3 separate regions of the Mus musculus genome follow, and regions 1 and 3 are each linked to region 2. A link is a contact called in public ChIA-PET and HiChIP or PLAC-seq data. All regions are on one chromosome and are shown on one strand. Each heading gives the region's core, a stretch centred on a gene start, on an enhancer-like site or on the middle of the called end of the contact. The rest is flanking DNA. Distances are from core to core; before and after follow the strand shown. Region 1 has its middle 6.3 kb from the start of Gm36443. Region 2 overlaps Lef1 (lymphoid enhancer binding factor 1). Region 3 has its middle 49 kb from the start of Gm36520.

Evidence for each region. ChIA-PET counts read pairs in DNA pulled down with a chosen protein or histone mark. HiChIP or PLAC-seq counts read pairs in DNA pulled down with a chosen protein or histone mark.
Region 1: a contact with region 2 is called in an H3K27ac HiChIP or PLAC-seq map of regulatory T cells, with 6 times the contacts expected there. The contact joins two enhancer-like sites. A contact is called at or near these places in 2 of 484 Hi-C or Micro-C datasets (the N1E-115 cell line and bone marrow-derived macrophages), 9 of 115 datasets of contacts at active chromatin or transcription factors (craniofacial prominence, effector CD8 T cells, embryonic basal ganglia and 6 more) and 1 of 9 other capture datasets (embryonic stem cells).
Region 3: a contact with region 2 is called in an RNA polymerase II ChIA-PET map of memory CD8 T cells, with 94 read pairs. The contact joins two enhancer-like sites. A contact is called at or near these places in 2 of 15 datasets of contacts at CTCF or cohesin (the NIH/3T3 cell line and large pre-B cells), 2 of 484 Hi-C or Micro-C datasets (double positive thymocytes and nephron progenitors) and 9 of 115 datasets of contacts at active chromatin or transcription factors (the 230-238 cell line, double positive thymocytes, effector CD8 T cells and 6 more).

The regions. Positions count from the first base shown.
Region 1 is chr3:130,808,011-130,812,397 of GRCm38.p6, forward strand. No RefSeq gene overlaps it. Among named protein-coding and RNA genes, the nearest start is that of Gm36443, 6.3 kb to the left of the region's middle. Within about 2 kb of position 2,236, at least 44 of the 459 cell types and tissues checked have an H3K27ac peak or open chromatin away from gene starts, as enhancers often do. A contact at or near this core is called in memory CD8 T cells and regulatory T cells, where this site is marked.
Region 2 is chr3:131,157,187-131,161,105 of GRCm38.p6, forward strand. All of the region lies in intron 3 of Lef1 (lymphoid enhancer binding factor 1), which reads left to right. Among named protein-coding and RNA genes, the nearest start is that of Lef1, 49 kb to the left of the region's middle. Within about 2 kb of position 2,200, at least 22 of the 459 cell types and tissues checked have an H3K27ac peak or open chromatin away from gene starts, as enhancers often do. A contact at or near this core is called in double positive thymocytes, memory CD8 T cells and regulatory T cells, where this site is marked.
Region 3 is chr3:130,899,048-130,902,963 of GRCm38.p6, forward strand. No RefSeq gene overlaps it. Among named protein-coding and RNA genes, the nearest start is that of Gm36520, 49 kb to the left of the region's middle. Within about 2 kb of position 1,559, at least 96 of the 459 cell types and tissues checked have an H3K27ac peak or open chromatin away from gene starts, as enhancers often do. A contact at or near this core is called in double positive thymocytes, memory CD8 T cells and regulatory T cells, where this site is marked.

The DNA.
Region 1 (4,387 bases), core at 986-3,485, 350 kb before region 2:
AGTGATGGGGTGCAGTTACGTCTGTTAGGTGTGCCGTAAGGGGACTTGGCAGACATAGGGAATAAGGTGGGGTCTTACCTGGGGTCCCTGGTGCTGATGTGGCCTTTGGGAAAGCAGCAACATATAGGGAATTTGAGACCAGCCTGGGGTACACCAGGTGTTACTGACTAGAAGAGCTAGGATGTAAGACTGGTCTAAGGTGAGGGTAACTCTCTCCTGGAAGTGTGATATCAGAGCAATGGGCTTTATCAAATATCACTGTTCTCATTTAATGCTTGGCTCTCTTTCTTCCCTTACAAATCTGTGTATGTGAGCCTCCTGGATGGTATCTCTCAAGGGGCCCTACAAGGCTTCTGCTTCACAGGAGGCTAAAGCCGCCTCCTTAGAACTCAGGGCTACAGAAGAGCACAGAGGAAGATGGTAGGTTACCTAGTTACTTCCTCCATACCAACTGGGTGGAGAAAATGTCAAAGGGAGAAAAGTGATGCAGTGTGTGTGCCTTTAAAATCACAAATTCATGTGGAAAAATAAGGGTGTGTTTCTGTTTATTTTAAAATGTATTTTTATTAAACCTTTGATAATTTCATAATACATACATATATGCGTGTATTTTGATCATATTCATCTCTGCTCTTCTCCCTAAGTCCTCCTAGATATACCCCTTATTCCCCTTTTCAAACTTTATGTCCTCTTCCTCCTCCTCTTCTTCCTCCTCCTCCTCTTCCTTCTTCTACTTCAGAGAAAGTGTATCTTTTTTCTAGCTATTCTAGAACTCACCATGTAGACCAGGCTGGCCTCGAACTCACAAATACTCACTTGCCTCTGCCTCCCAAGTGCTGAGATTAAAGGTGTGTGCCTGACTGTTCTTTTATTTTCTTAAAAAAACAAAACAAAGCAACACCACCCAAAGAATTCAGTTTGTGTAGGAGTTCACCCTTGTACTCTAGGGTGCAGTGCTACCCACCCAAGAATGGCTGACCTACCAAGGGATGCACCCTTAATGAAATATGACTCTCTTTTCCCTAGTAACCATCAACTATCAATAGCTCGTCAATGCTAGGGGTAGGGACTGTGAGCTCCTTCTCGCCTTATGCTGGAGTGATGACTGGTTACTTTGAAATTGTGCAGATAGCCACAGCTACTCCGAGGCTAACAATCCCTTCATATCCAGAAAATGCAAAATACCAAACCTAAGGTTAGTTGTGGCTAGGCTACCAGAACCTTACTAAAGTCCTGGGTGAAACATTTTGTGACCCCTGGACTGGGAGACCCTTGTCTGAAGTCTCAGATTGATTGGTGTGTTGTTTTCTAAATTGCCATCAAAGGCATGGAGATAACTCAGAGAGCTCATGTGTGTGCTTCCATCATGTGCATCTGACTAAGAACTCCAGCATCTGACTTTCTGTCTCAAATGCTTCCAGTGACAGAGCTGGAGAGATGGCTCAGCGGTTAAGAGCACTGACCTCTTTTCCAGAGGTCCTGAGTTCAATTCCCAGCAACCAAATGGTGGCTCACAACCATCTGTAATGGGATCTGATGCCCTCTTCTGGTGTGTCTGAAGACAGCTACAGTGTACTCACATACATAAAATAAATTTTAAAAATGGCTTCTGGTCTCTGTAGATATACTGTTTCCATGCTTTACCTCAGACAGGACTCCCAGGCCTGCGCCTGAGCCTTCATCCTCTGCATGTGCCCTCAGTACTGGGGTTGCAGATCTAAGCCAAGTTTTTCAATTAACAAGCGAGGGAACACGAAGTAGTAAGGCTCCCCTCCCCCCATCCCTCTTAGAAGAGTCATCTAAGCTGAGCCCGAGTCTGTGGTTCCTTTTGGGTAATTTTTTTTTTGTCTTGCCTCACTGCATACAGGGGAAAAGTGGCCCTTGCAGTACACATGGGTGACCTTGTTCGAAGACAGACAGGTGGGATCTGTGCAGCTGACAGCAGCCCTTCATAGTTTGCATAGCACAAGTGCCCAGAATTATGAAGGCCCAGGTCAAACAGGTGCCGCTGACTTCGGTACGCTGATTGCTTGAAGGCAGGAACACCGAGTGGAGAGACTTTGTAGAAGTGGCCACTAGTCACCCAAAGTGAGACGTTCTGGAGGCCGCCTGAAGACATTCTCAGGTCCATGAGAGTGAGTTCTTTCAAACTCTGGCCATTTCAGACTGCTCAACAGCCCATGAAATCATGGGACACCCACATACTTCCTTCCTGATGGAGGAAGGAGATAAGTACCTGCTGCTAAAAGCGGAATGGAAAATGAATCTAACCACCATTTATTTTTGTTCCATCGGATGAATATAGGCATTTAAACAACTTTATGTGGCTCAGCAAAGTCACAAATATCCGTAAAGTAACCGAGTCTCCTGGGGGAGAGCCCTCTGTGCTTGCTCTGGTCAGGTTTGAAGAGGACATCTGCCCTGGAGCTGCGGCATCTTTCTGAATGGTGTGGAGTTAGGGGAGATCATGTTGCCATGGCAGCAGTGAGGCGTGAAGGAGGAGTCAGCACTGAATCTTGCCATGGACCTTGACTTGGAGGACGACATGTGGGCATGAGAGGGAAGGGGCTTGCAGAAAATGAATCATGGCTCAGGGTAGGAGATGAGAACGCGAAATGCCATCCCAGACAGAACACATGAGACTTTCACATCACACCTGAGGGTTTTAGTTTGAAGCCCTACTCCCAGTGCATTCCAGGGGAGGGGGCTTTCTGGGAGGCAGCCATCAAAAGAGTATAGCCCTCACGGTTGGCTTACTGCCTCCTATAAGGACTGGCAGTTATGGCCTATCTCTGCTCTATGAGGATCTAGTACCACAACCACCAACCTTCAGAGTAAGAGTGTTCTGACCAGAGACACCAATCCCTAACTGTAGGAGGAAGCATCCACATGATACCTGGTTTAATCCACCTGCTTTGTTGAATTTTGCTATTTCAGCCAGAGTCGTCATTGGTTTTTGCTCCAAATAAAGATTATATGACAATCAAAACTCACTCGTGATTACCACAGCCTCAGACGTTGGCTGTAAGAGCAGCAACAGCAGCTGCCGCTGGGACTGGGAAGTCAGTCTGCTGATGTTATGGGGACGACGGGAGAAAGGCTTGGTGCGTGTGCTGGGGATAATGTGGATAACAAGAGATACTTGGATAACAACAAGAAAAAGACGCGCTGGAGAAGAAAACAAATTGCCCCAGGGCAGTGATGCCTGAAGTTTTTGAGCTGTTCAGAAATTTGTTTGTTTGCTTTTTGAAACATGGTTTATCTATGTAGTTATAGCTGTCCTAGAATTCATTCTGTAGACCAGGCTGGCTGTGAACTCAAAAATCTGCCTCCCAAGTACTGGAATTAAAGATGTGTGCCCCCATCCCCAGTGCAGAAATTAACTCTATTTAAAATTGACAGTTTGTAAGACTGCACCCTGACACCAGAAATATAAAACTGTCTCACTTATATAGAAATACATTTTTATTATGTTTTAAGTTAGCAAACAAATAAGGTTTCTTTATGAAATGTTTATAAATGCTTTGTTCTTATTCCCTTTCTTTCCACTGCCCTCCTTGTCTCCTTGAACCCCTCTTGATGGTCCCCTTGTCCCCCTCAGTAGCCCCCATTCTACTATTGTCATGTGTGTTCCATGAGGCTCTTTCTCTCGCCTCCCCTTCTCCCCTTTCTTAAGATTCCTTCTTCCTCTCTCATGATTCTCTTTGTAGTTCCAACGCATGCACAGACACACAGACACACAGACACACACACACACACACACACACACACACACAGATCTTACATATGAGAGAAAACATGAAGCATTTGTCTTTTTGAGTCTGGCTTATTTCACTTAACATAATGATGTCAAGTTTCATCCATTTTCCTGAACATGTCATGACTTCATTTTTCTTTACAACAGAATAAAATTCTACTGTGTATATGTGTGCTTTTCTTTATCCATTCTGCCACTATGGAAATCCGTATGGAGGTTTCTCAAAAAACCAACAACAGAATGTCCATATGACTCCTGGGTATCTGTAGAGATACTTGTACATTTGTATTTTTTTTGTTATATTATTTACAATAGCTAAGAAGTAGAAACAGCTTTGATTTCCATCAATAGAAATGATATTTTCATTGGGCACTGAAGATTGATTAAAAAAAAAGGTTTCCAGGTCTGAAGATGGGTCAGGAAACAGCTGCTTTGACAAGGAGCATACTATGAATAAATGTATAAATGATGAAGTGGGAACTTTGGGAGTCTAGGGAAAGGTTCCGGGGAATCAGAAGAAGGTTGCAAAGCAACTGGTGGGCCCAGGCTAAGAGCCTGGAGATTTATACTGCAGGTGAGACAACTTGCGCTTCAGAATGACACAGGGCACAGCACAAGACACAGGACTGG
Region 2 (3,919 bases), core at 950-3,449:
AAGAGAACCTCAGATTGCTTTTAACTTGCATGCTGTCTTTCATTCTTAGTCTTCAGAGTGGGAATTTTATTTTACTTTGTTAAAAATGAGTTTAGGGTCCAGAGCTAGATTTTGAGAGCTGAAAATAGAACAGAAATGGACTTGGATCTTTCTGGGTTTGACTCTGTGATTGTTCCTGGTGAATGCCTGGTGACATTCGGGTTCATGTGTCATTGTGCAGAGCTTCCTGCCCCCACCAGCCTCTTGCCCCCACCCTGACCCTGCCCTGCCCTTCTCTGCCCACAGGGTCACAGTCACCTTGTTTGACCCTTTGAAAAAGTACCAGAAAGTTCTCAAGAGCGTACTAGAGGATGTTTGGTATTTTGTCAGCCCTGGAAGCAGTCTTGGGTTTGGGGTGCCTGCATTGTGTGGCAAAACAGGATGTTTGGGGTGAGCCTGCCTGCAGGCTGTGTGGTTGTGGCAGGATGGGCGCCCTGGCTTTGCCCCTCACTCCCTCGCCAATCCATTTTCTTTGTGTACAGGCTTGTCACGCTGGGGCCCGTGTGGCTTTCCTCCCCAGTAGCCACACCTCTTGCCATCGCCACATGGGTCCCATCTGTCTCTATCAAAACACCAGAGCACAGATTAATGTGATTTGAAAACTCGGTGAGGCACCAGGCCTAAGCCCACTTTATACTTTTCTTGTCCGGCAGTATCTTTCTTGAATGCCAGCTGCATCTTGCTTGCTTGCCCCATGGTCCTCCCTGCATCCTTTCTCCCTTCTCCCAGCTGTTAGTCAAGAACAGAGAACAGTTGGGGCTGAGTCTCTGGGAACAGAGGAAGGGGTGAACCAGCCACCTCTTGCTTTCCCCTCCATCCCCTGTCCCCCAAGACTGCAGCTGGCCTGCTTGATGCTCTGTGACTAAGCCACCTGAGTCGTCTATGGCCGAGTCTCTGAAATACTCAGCAAGCAGCAATTGTTGTTCTCAAATACCAGCCTGTGGGAAGCAAGATAAATGTGTGTAAACCGTTAGGAATTACACAGCTTTAGACACATTCAGGAGGAAAATGGGGGAACTGAAGGCAGAGGTGGATATCTCATTGATATCTCATTGACCTGACACATCTCAGAAGGTTCCTCGTTGACTTTTATAGGGCTTGGCTCAGGTCACTGTCACTTCTGGTTCTCAAGTTCTGCTGGTCCCTTTGGGGGTGTGGGAGGGGAGTTGATTATCTCTTAGATTCTAAAGTACCTCAGGAAGGCTGCTGGTCCTAATTTGACCTGGTTGTTAGGGCCATCTTTCTCCATGAAGAAGTACTATCTTTCTCATGAAGCTGATCGCCTTTCAAATTCATTGAAACAACATAAAGCAAATTGCTACCCAGAGTCTGGACAAATCTCAAAGATGCTCTGATGGTAGCACCCATCCAAGTGGTCAGTAATACAAAGGATTGTCCTGACTTGTTCCTGTGGCTGGGATAAAACATTGACTAAATCCAGCTCAGGGAGGAAAGGGTTTATATTATATTTTTACCAGATAGGGTCCATTATTGAAGGGAGCTGGGAGCTCAAGGAAGAAACAAAAACAGAAACCATGAGGGAACACTGCTGGCTTGCTCTCCATGGTTTGCTCAGTTGGCTTTCTTATGCAACACAGGACTACCACTTGCAAAGGGGATGGCACCACCCACAATGGACTGGGCCTTCCCACTTCAATCACTAATCAAGAAAATGCTCCAGGAGACAGAGACACGCCCACAGCCAATCTGATGGAAGCAATTTCTTGATTGAGAACCTTGATTGAGATCCCATCTTCCCGGGTGACTATAGTTTGTGTCGAGTTGACAGTAAAAACTCACCGGTGCAGATAGCCGTGTCGTTACCGAGCAGCGACTAAGGGTTGTGAATGTTATAAGTATTCTGTTTTTTGCATTTATTGCTTTATTTATGCGCTTGCTTATTTAGAAACAGCCTCACTCAATAGCACCAACTGACCTGAAACTCACTATGATGACCAGGCTGGCCTTGAACTCACAGAATCCCACCTGTCTCTGCTCCCAAGTGCTAGGATTAATGGCGTGAACCACTAAACCTGGCTTACGAGTTTATTGTCTCTAGTACTTCCTGCAGTAACCGACACACAATCGTCTCCTTTTACAGCTGAAGAAGCAGAGTTTAAGCTGGTAGGCAAGGGTTCCAGAGGAAGCCAGTCACACAAGGTCTGCAGCAAGGCCCCTGCAGGGGGTGCCGCCGGTGACAGTTGCCAAAGGCTGAGCACTGAATCAGGAGGTTGAGGAAATGGCATTTGTGTCGTTCCTTTCGACACAAGTTCCATCTCGAAGACAATTATCCTTTTTAGCAGTCTTTTAGGAACAGACAGGCAGTTGTACCATAGGCGGCAAACCAACGCTGTTCCATTGTGGAGACTGTGAGTGCCTGGAGTATATATGGTACTTAAAGGAGACTTCAGCTTCAGAGGAATCAGAATAAACTCACTTGAGGCATTACTTTTAGAAAGTGAAAGTGCTCAGAGGTAAGGACTTCGATGCTGAGCAGTTTCCATCTCTGTACTACCTAGGATCAACAACAGACATACACACACAAACACATTCACTCATACATAACACATACTCACACTCACACATATACTCAGATCCACATGCACACACATTTACACACTCACACATGCACACATACACAGGCACACACACACACACAACACAAAGTATTGTTTGGCAGTTGTTAATTTTCTACCTGGACAACTGGTTAGAGCTACATCCTTCTCTTCTTCTCCGCCTCAGTAGGAGCTGCCAGCAAGCTGAGGAGAAGTTTTGGAAAGGGAGAACCTTGTCCTTGGGAATCCTCATTACTTTCCCTTTCACACCCCTCCCCCTCCAGCCTTTAAAAGTGATAATTGCTTGAAAGGACTGGTGGGAAGTAATTTGTATTGGTGAAGCTCCAGTGAATCTCAATGGAGTGGTGTTGACCATTGGTGGCTTCCTGTTTAATTACGGGGCTTGAGAACTATGGTACCTGCCCCCATCTCAGCCAAGGGCCTGAGACTTGGTGGGGATAAGAAAGCAAAAAAAGAAAAGGGAAAAACAAAACAAAACAAAACAAAACAGGACTTCCCTGGTTTTTCAAAATCTTGTATGTAAAACAGGAAGTCATGGTTTTGTAACAGCGGAGAATGTCTTCAAACGCTTTGAATGTTTGAGTTTTGGTCTCTAGATTAAAGTGTGTACCAGTTCAGGATGGTTGCGGCTTCTGGTGGTTGCTGCCCCCGGGTCTTGGCACTTTACATACCTGCCTTTACGTGAATGCTGACGGCACAGCGTTGTAAGGGGTTTGTCCGTATTAACATGTGCCCTCCACTAAGTCCTCTGGGCCCCCCCAGGTCTCGCTCCTATTGTCCAAACGAAGGAAAACAGTAACGGAGTGACTCTCCGGTGGCCACCCTGCTGGTGATGGCAGCACTGGCCTTACAGTTCTGGCAAAGGGGACATGCAACTCATCTTTGCTGTCCTGGTAGACAGGCTGTCCCTCTAGAGTTTCAGAAGCCTCCGTAGACAATCCAGCCCTTGGCCAGTCACCGCTTTTCACCTGTTAACAACAGAGACAAATGGAGCCAGAAGAGTTGCCCAAGGCGCTCCGATGCCAGTGCCTCCTGCATGGTCTCACTCCTGCTTTGGATTTAATTGGTTCATCCACACAGGTGTTTGGGCAGATGTACCTAAAGGCTGCGTAGATGGAGACAAACAGATCTAACAAGTTGCCCCTCTGTCTGCCAAGTCCCTTTGTTAACAAGCCGGAATACACAGATAGAAATGTCAAGATTTTAGACACCCAAGTCTGTATGCTAAACCTGGGACCGGGAAGAGCCTCTGCCGAATTCCACAGTTGGCCTGGTTCCCATCCTGTATTCTCGGCTGCAGATAG
Region 3 (3,916 bases), core at 309-2,808, 260 kb before region 2:
GGTGGAATGAGAAAATATGGGGACTTTGTGGGTTTCTTCTGAGGGCCCCCTGTGGGAGTCACCTGTGGGTTTCTCCTGTGGGGATCCCTTCTGAAGCCCTCCTGGGTGGAGTTCTTTTTAGGGTCCCCTATGAGGGTTCCCTGTGTGGATCTCTTGTTAGGGTCCCCTGTGGAGGTCCCCTGTTTGGCTCTCCTGTGAGGGTCCCTTGTATGTGGGGGTCCCCTTTGTGGATCAACTGTGAGCCCCTGTGAGGGTTCCGTGTAAGGATATCCTGTCAGGGTCTGCTGTGTAGATCTCCTGTGAGGGTCTGCTTTGTGGATCCCTTGTGAGGGTCCCCTGGGAGTGTCTCCTGTGTATATCCTGTGAGGGTGTTCTGTGAGAATCCACTGGGAGGGTCTCTTGTGTATATCCTGTGAGGGTGTTCTGTGAGAATCCACTGGGAGGGTCCTATATGAGGAGCTTCTCTGGAGTTGAGGTGGAAATGTTTGCTTGGCTCCGGCAGAACCTGGCTGGTAGCAGTGGGAGATATTTCATAATATGATGGTGATGCCACCTCGTTCTTTTCATCTTCAAAGTACCTTACAAACAGTAATTAATTCCTATAATACTCATGAGGTAAGTAAGTAAACACCATTATCCCATTTTATAGATAGAGAAACTGAGGTGAAGTAGCCAAGAAAATGGCCCAAGGCCAGAAAGAGACAATCTTAGAGAAAGATCAGAGGGAGACACTCCTGCTGTCTGCTACCCCCCTTTGGCTCACACCACCTGAGACTCTATCAGGACAAAGTCGCCACAGAGCTGTAGGTAGCCAGAGACCCAGGAAGGGCAGGGTCTCCCAGCAGCTCCACTTGGGTCTCCCTGCCCTGAGAAATAAATGCTGCTATTCACCCAGTGGGCAGCGTGTGGTCATTCACTTCAAGATCCCTTGCAAAATAACAACAAAAAACCCATTGAGGCTCCTTTCTCCTCGGACCACGTATTTCCTGAGCCTTTCCTTGAAATCAAGGGATGCATCGCGCATCCACGCCCTCAGGAAGCAAGAGAACCCTACCCGCCCTTCAGTTCTTGGGAAGTTATTCAGAAGTGAGACCGCAGAGCAGGCCACAATGCCGGCCTTTCTCCTCCGGGTCCCTGGCCCAGCTTCCTCACTAGACAGCTAATAGCCATCTGGCTGCACCGCACTGATCGGCTGCTTCCTCTTCGTGGGCCTCCCGACTCCCCGCGCTCGGGGTGGACGCATCTCAAGTAGCTCGCAATTAGGCTGAAACGTTATATTAATGCTGACAGAGGCCGCAGAGAGGAAACATGAGTTGAAATGAAACAAAAATGGCTAGCTGAGGGAAGGAACCCAGTCCCTGGGAAGTGAAAGCCACTAACCAAAGGTTCCACACTACTCCAGACCTGAATTTCACCCAGACTGCCCAGACAGACAGCAGTCTGAGACGCTTCGTGGACCACAGTTCGCGACGCTTCGTGGACACAGTCTGCGATGCTTCATGCGCCTAATCACGAGCCTTCATCACACTCGGCTCAAAACACTGCCACTTACCCACACTGCACTGCCTCTCTCCTTCCTTTAACAGCCCAAAGCTATCTGCTGCCACCCACTTCACACTACTATCAAGTCTTGAAGCTTATGCGTTATCTAGATTCCCCTGGTATCAGGACTTGGCTCCTACTAAAAACTGAAGGCCTTTGAAGTGCTGGGGCCAAACTGTGCCTGTAGTATGTCAAGTCAGTCACTGTGTTTTCTTGAAACCTTTGTTCCACACCGGCCTCTGTTTGGCTGCATGTTCCCGGCAGAGCTACAGGAAAAAAAAAGTAGAACTTGCCCTCTGCAGTCTCTTTGATTCTCCTGTGAGACCACTTGGGGACATCCAGACAGTCTTTTGGGACAGTCTTGACCCAGAGCACTGAAGAGAGGCACCAGGAAGCAGTATGGTGGATAGGCAGACTATCAGCCTCAACCTGGCCCCAGTGGGCCTTGCCCACAAAGGCCCTTGTCTCCTGGGTCTTGAGGCAGCTAATTGGTGATGGCCGCCATGACAATACATCTGTCTCAGGCCCTTCTTGAGTACTGAGGAGATAACCGAGTCCACTGGAGCACAGGTGCGCATGGTTTACGGTGGCCTTCCAATGAGTATGCTCTTCCTCTAGCTTCAGCCTGGATGGAGGAAGACGCCCCTCAAACTGGAAAGACCCCCATATGGAATCAATCTAGCATCAGAAGAACCGTCACCATCCCATGCCAGCGCAAAATCAGAACAAGAAAGAAATGGGTTCCCGGGCGGGTAAATTCTCCCCTCCCCCGCATCGGAACCAGGAGAGGTGAAACCTTGGGCAGATTCCTCCTAAACAAAGCCCGCTTCCCTCCTGCTCAGAGTTCCATCAGAAGCCCCAAGGCTGGGTGTGGGCCAAGTTCAGGCATCATACAAGTCTGTTCTCTGCACAGTGACACATTCCAGGTGAACGCCGGGGAGAAGGGCTGAGCAGAGAGGCAAAACTTCTCACCACATGAAAGAGACTGTTCCGGCTTGCTGCCAGAGCGCGCAGGCTGCACAGTGACACTGCGCACCGTGCTCCAGATTCGAAAGTTCATAAATAGATCCACAGTGTTGATACTTCAGGGCCATGGTGGGTGGGAGTTGGATTTCTGTTCCTCCAACTCTGTAATTAATTTATCTAGCAACGAGGATACAGTGATGCCAGGAAGAAAGAAAATAAAAAAGCCCCTGGAGGGGCTGTCTGTGTCTTTGCAGAATGACTGGGGACTCCTGGGTTAGAGCTGCAGTTTAGACGTGAGTGAACTTTTTAAAAGTCTGTGTGAGTGTGTGGAGTCAACGGCTATGTATCAAAGGGGTCCGTGTGATGTGTGTGTCTCTTTAAACACTTACGTAATAGTCTGTCTGTACTGTGTGAAAGGACATGGCATGCACATATGTGTGATGGGACAGTATCAGGTCACACATTGTGGTATTGTGGTAGGCAGGTGCTATGATTTGCATAAAGTATATATGTTTGTGCTACATAAGCCTTGTATGGAAAGATGAGAGAATATATGTCCATGTGTTGTACTATATGTATATGTATACACACATGTATGTGTTGTGTGAACATGTATAGTGCAAGGATGTGAAATGTGAGAGGAATACCGTAAAGGCACAATTCACATATGTATCATGTGTTCATATGTGACTAAGAGTGTGAGCCATTGTATGCATAAAGCATATATGGATTGTGTGTGTGGTCTAATATTGTTGTGTATGAAGCATGTTTACATAGGTGTGTGTATATGATCTGAAGGTACAAGGTGCTGGGTGTTGTTTATAGTATGCACGAGGGTGGTGTGTCTTATCTATGGTGTGTATAAGTATGTGTGGTGTGTTATGACGGTCACGTGTGAGTGTAGTATGTTCACAGGCCAAGAAGCATGCTTGGACGCCAGGCACCTGTGCAGACAGGCCAGCCCAACTCTTTGATGTTTGGCACAGCAGCATCCTGCGCAGTCTCTGTGTCCCGCTGTTCTGCTCAGGGAGCCAGAGTCTGGGGCAGGAAGAAGGGTCAGAGAGTCACCACACCCTTGAGCCCTGGGGAAAGGTTTAAAGTTGAAAATATTTGACCAGGATGCAGACCAACAGGCTCTTTGCCCCTAGGCTGCACCTCAAAACATAGGCCTCACCTGCAGAGTTCAGAGCGGAGAGAAACAGGTTACCCACCAGTACCAGGGGAGTCAGAGCCTCATTTCCTAGGTCTAGATTAACACTTACAGGGATACCTCTCAGGGGGACGAACAAATCACTTGACATCCATAAAGCAAAGGTAATTGGCCACCTCAGCGCGTGAAGGCACTTGGCACCAAGTGTGCTGGCTTGACTGTGACCCCGAGGACCACGTAACAGAAGAGGATAACCAC